Linked DNA regions of Mus musculus: region 1 is linked to region 2. Evidence: chromatin contacts called from public Hi-C data. All regions are on one chromosome and are shown on one strand. Each heading gives the region's core, a stretch centred on a gene start, on an enhancer-like site or on the middle of the called end of the contact. The rest is flanking DNA. Distances are from core to core; before and after follow the strand shown. Region 1 has its middle 53 kb from the start of Gm36475. Region 2 has its middle 13 kb from the start of Gm36427.

Region 1 (2,700 bases), core at 81-2,580, 170 kb after region 2:
ACTTCAAAGAACGCACGGTTCTTCAGGACACTAATTCACACCGGCCTTGTGTAGGGGCAGAAGAGATGCGTAGCACAGGTACCGAGAAAGTCACCAAGCTAAAGGTGTCAGCCTGTGAAATGAAATTGTTCTTTTGCTGACAGTGCTTGTGTCAACTGGTCTTCCTTGTAATCACAGGATGCTCGTAGATCGTGATCACAAAAGTTACCAGTAGTTTGGAGAGCAAGTTTATAGCAGCCATTAAACCATTTGTTTAATTTGGTACTATTAGGCAATAGAAGAAACTCGCCATTCCCCAATGAGTTTGTAGCATATCTTTGTGGTTCTGTGAGCTTCTCGACAGATGGTTCTTGCAGATGTGGCTTATTTTGGTCATTTCTGCTGTTACCAGGATGCAAATCTCCCAAACACACACTTTAGAGTCCAAAGACAGTCTTCATAGTAAGTTTCTTAAATCCAGATGTTTTACTGTTGGATCAGTTTTCATTTTGCTATGTGAATCCTCTGGCCTCATGAGAAGTCTGTGTTTGGGGGTGTCTATAACAATAAACAAGAGTATATATCATATATCTCTATCTATCTATCTATCTATCTATCTATCTATCTATCTATTCATCAAAATACAAACCATTAACTTATTCCCACTTCATGTTATATGGCAGGGTATTCATCGTTTCAGTCTAGACCAGACACTGGGGGTTACTCAAGTCTTCCTCAAGAATGCATTCACCTTTGCCCTGGATGAGAAAGTGCTAAAATCATTGCAGTTTTCACTCTTTCCACTACTAAGAGTTCAGAAAGTTAGGGGCTGCAAGATTGGAGTTTTCCATTCCTATAAGTCTAATGGAGGTGGCTCAAGGAACAACTCCTGCTCCTTGCCAGTTACTGACCTAATTTCTCTGCATTTTCAATCCCAAGTTTGTATGCATTTATAAGATGCAAATTCAGTATTTACTTGAATCTGTTTGACTAAAAAAAAAAAAAAAAAAGCCTGGTAAAATTCCAATTCTGGAAAGGTTTGTCTTTGCTTTTCTGACTCAGGATCCATGTTTAGAAAAGGACGATAACAACAGAGCCCTCTCCAGATGCATTCAAAGTGAGTGGAGGTTTCATGCCCAGGGAACAGGAGTCTACCGTGGTTAGATGTCTAGTTTCTACAAGTGTAGAATATACTTCTTACCACTTCCAGCTGCCCTACTATGTGTTGAATTCAGTGACAGGTAAGTAAACAAGCATGAAATTTTCAGTCTCCCACTTAGAGGTCTTTCCTTGGATGCTTCTCCCTGTGGTCTGCCAAGCTACGTTCTGAATAGCCTGGTTCGGCTCAGTCTTCTTTTCGGAACTTACCACATGTATTGTGTCCACCTGTTCTCACCCAATTCTGATGCTGCCTTGGTGTATTGTGAAATTCCTCATCTTCTGGCCCCTTTTTGATGCCTGATCTAGTTATGGACAGAAATACCAAACTCACAAAAGGTTCTCCCCATCCTCAGAAACCCCCCTTTATGTGTATGTTACTCCTGATACAGCAGAGACCACCTGTCAGCGGAGCTACTAAAGGTTCAATGTATGAGGGGTTTTTTTCCCCTTCTCTCTCTCTTCTCAAGGCTCAATTTTCTAGGCAATTTACATTTGAGACTGCAGAGTAGTGGGTGTGTGGCTGCTTCCAACTTTCCCTGAGTGGTGATGTAATCGTGGAGCAGCCATCTGTAGTTCCTCCATCTGGTTGGTGAAGGCTGCTCTTGCCAAACCAGGAGCAATGCACCAAGGCCAGTCTCACCTTTCCAAAGCTGTGACAGGCAGTCTACCATCTCTGGGTCTTCAGAGTAGATGGCTTATAGATGGGCTATATTTATTCCAGTGCTAGGAAAGACCTGCAGAGCTCTGTGTCTTGATATCTTCATCAATAACATGGAATGAACCTGTCTCCCCTTATAAATTTGATCTGAGGATTGGGAAGCATACAGACAGCTTTTGTATATGGCATGAGCTTGGCATATGATAAATGTCCTCATTCCCTCTGTGGCATGATCATCTTGGGATTCTCACTGTTAAGCTACAGTCTGATTCCCCCCCCCCCCATTACTAGAACCAACTCCATGGCAGCATCTTGCCTTACTGGGATTTACATAGGATGCTAGAGCATTTAAAATAACAAAACTATGATCTTGGTGATGGACCTGCCACTCAACTGGATGACTTTAGATTAGCACATTTTTTTTCCAGGAAAGCAAAAAGATTAACTTGAAGAATTGCTAAAAATCTATGCTTCTACCATAACATCTGCTGAAGGATGTGATGAGAGAATGCATACTCTGCATGAGAAGTGAGCCTTCTTTCTCCCTTAAATGGATGCGTGCTATCTTAAAGGCTCTGTGATCACATTGTGGACTTCTTTCCAATAGGCTCACTCCGGACTCCAGCCTAAATCATGAGGTGGCTTCTCAGACTCATAGAGGGATGGTATCTTTTAACACTGACGTCTCATTCCGAGACCAAATCCTATGAAGCAATTCCTATGACCCAATTTCCATGAAAGCTTCTATTGCTCTTACTGCATCTGTCTGGTGACTCCGTGAGTGAGAACTGAGGCCTGCTGGGGAGGACGAAAGGGAAGAAGGGAAACTTGGATTCAAGTTCAACAGCTCACCATGTGTCACTCACAAAGCTGACACTGGACACTCATGCGCATAATTAGGG
Region 2 (2,700 bases), core at 142-2,641:
AAACCCAGAAAGGAGACTTGAGCGAGGGGGATATTGAGTGATGAAAAAGGATGGGGGAGGGGTAGGTAGAAAGAAGACAGAGGGGGTCAGGGATAGCAGAGACCTGGGGAGACAGGGGGAAGGGAACCAAAAACCATGCTGTTCAGAAAGGTCAAAGTGGTATCTAACATATTCTATGCTGTTTAAAAAAATAACATATAAATAATAATAAAGAACGTGGCTGTAACTGATGGGAAAAGTGGCAGGGCCCATGAGTCCCTAGAGCAGAGTTACCTGGCCCAGCGGGGAAGCAACAATGGAACATCTTCAATCTGAATCTTTGCTGCTTCTGGCCTTTTCTCTGACCCTGAAAGTAATCCAGACACCCATCCTTCCTTCTGTAGAGTGAGGCTGGGGACATGCATGTTAGCGTGATACGCTTGTATAATAGAGATTCTAAAATATATCATATCTTTGTATGGTGACTCATCTAGCATTCAGGAGGCTGAGGAACTCAGGTTCAAAGCTAATGTAGGCAATATGGTGAATACAAGACCCATTCATAAAAATAACAATAAGCCTGGTGGTAGCACACACCTTTAATTATAACAGGAGGCAGAGGAAAAAGCAGAGGGCAGAGGGCGGGGGGGGGGGGGTGGGGACCAGGGGCCGGGGGCCGGGGCCAGGGGGCAGGGGGCAGGGGGCAGGGGATCTCTGAGTTCCAGACCAGCCTGGTCTGTAGAGTGAGTTCCAGGACAGCCAGGGCTACAAGGAGAAACCCTGTCTCAACAAACAAACAAATGAAACAAAACAAAAAACAAAAGCATAACAATAATTTTAAAAAACATCAATAAGCAGCTACTAAAACAAGAAGAAACAACAATAAAAAGCAAACCCCCAAGAGCTCTAAAATCATAGGGTATATGGGAAGAATGCTCAGGCCACCCAGTCAATCCCAGATGCTATCTTGGAGGTGATTTCAGAATCAAGGTGTTTTCAGGCTTCGTTATAGAGCTGAGAGACTGAGATGTGGCAAAGTAAGTTAACATGGCTGAAGGTCACTATCTGAGAAATGCTGGAGCCCTTTGATTCTGGGGATATCCTTTTTTGTCCATTAGTTTGTGACATTACCATTAAATTCATATGCCATTTAAACTAGTGGACCCACCCTTTGATTTTTATGTATCTTCTAAATTGGATTTATGGCATGTTGGAGCTTTTCTCTTGACACTGCATTCAGAATTACTTTATGGTTAAGGAAATCTTTGAAGGTTGATAATGCAGTGGCCTCTAATAGCAGATCCATCAGAAAGAAGCCTTTCACTTGGCACCAATTCTCAATGATCTCAGTGAGCTATTTAAAGCTTGGCGAAAGAGCCCAGAAAACTGCTGAAGTGCCACCCCAGAGCTGCTTGGCAGATGTAATTCGGATCCTAAGAGAACAATAGTTGCCACAGTCAAATCAGTTGCCTTGGCTTTGTTGTCTTGTTGCTGTGATAAAATACGTTGACAAAAGAAGCTTAGTGGGTGAAGTTGGTTTTTGGGGTTTTTTTTCCCCCACACAATTTGCGGTTACAGTCCACCATTGTGGGGGAGGTCATGGTAACAGGAACTTGAAGCAGCTTGTCATGTCCATAGTCATGAGTCAAGAGGGAAAATGAATACATCCAAGGTCATTACTTTGCTTGTTTGTTTTATTCCCTCCCCCCATTCTTATGTAATCCAGAGCCACAAGCCCAGGGAATGGTGCTACTTTCAATAGGCAGATTCTGTTACATTAACAAACTTATGATAATTTTCCTAGAGACCTGCCTCCAGGCCAACTAGATCTTTTGTGACTAGGATATTACCTTTAGACATTCTCTCTGATACTGTATGTGTGCACATCTGGCTTCCCATGGTCTTTCTTATCACTAAGAGAATTAGGAATCTTGGCAAGTCTGTGCAAGAAGACTTATTGGTTCCCCATAATGCCAACACTAGTCTCTCTTCTCATGCACCACAGTCTAGAGGGATTAATCTAGGTAGTTTTTGTAGAGATTTGAAGGACTATACATGTTTATTCTATGTGCTTCTGCAAATATTGAGTATCTATGAACTTCTTTGCTTCATGATAGATAAAATAGTCACTGGAGACAAATAGAGCAAGTGATCCTCTACCATAGAATGGAACTCAGTGTGTAATGGAATGAAATATAGCATGATATAAAAATGATATTCAGTCAAGATATTATGACCAAGCCCAAAGGATGGAGGATGGAAGTTGTGGAAGGTCATGGGATTTTCTGTCAATAGGTCTGTGTTCATGCCCAGCTATCACTAGCTTTATTATCATAGTTAGATAGGCTTGGAAAGTTATGAAGATTAAGTAAAGACCTATAAAGATGGTATCGAATAAGACAGGGTATGTAAGGAATACTCAGTAAAAAAAACCTTTGCTTTATTGTTATTATGACAGACCTTATAAATGCTACAAGAATTCAGAGGTGAACACGATAGGCTAGGAACGAGAAGCCCTGTCCACTGTGGAAAGGCCATCCTTACAAAGGAGATGATGTGAGAATGAGCATGCAAATCAATCAGCTAGTTACCCAGACCGAAATGATGGGTAGGTGAGAAGAGGCTCTTAAATTGCCAGTCTCTGGAAGCTTTTGGTTTTCCTCGGTGAGTCACAGTAGTGAGTGGTAGCACAAGGCAGGCAGAAACACCAACAAGTGATAC

What was found. Hi-C and Micro-C count contacts between places; a contact is called where the count stands out from the background.
Region 1: a contact with region 2 is called in a Hi-C map of cerebellar granule neurons, with 2.3 times the contacts expected there. The contact joins two enhancer-like sites. A contact is called at or near these places in 5 of 484 Hi-C or Micro-C datasets (brain, cardiomyocytes, cerebellar granule neurons and 2 more) and 1 of 115 datasets of contacts at active chromatin or transcription factors (cardiomyocytes).

The regions. Positions count from the first base shown.
Region 1 is chr13:101,486,096-101,488,795 of GRCm38.p6, forward strand. No RefSeq gene overlaps it. Among named protein-coding and RNA genes, the nearest start is that of Gm36475, 53 kb to the right of the region's middle. Within about 2 kb of position 1,331, at least 11 of the 459 cell types and tissues checked have an H3K27ac peak or open chromatin away from gene starts, as enhancers often do. A contact at or near this core is called in cerebellar granule neurons, where this site is marked.
Region 2 is chr13:101,317,415-101,320,114 of GRCm38.p6, forward strand. No RefSeq gene overlaps it. Among named protein-coding and RNA genes, the nearest start is that of Gm36427, 13 kb to the left of the region's middle. Within about 2 kb of position 1,392, at least 16 of the 459 cell types and tissues checked have an H3K27ac peak or open chromatin away from gene starts, as enhancers often do. A contact at or near this core is called in cerebellar granule neurons, where this site is marked.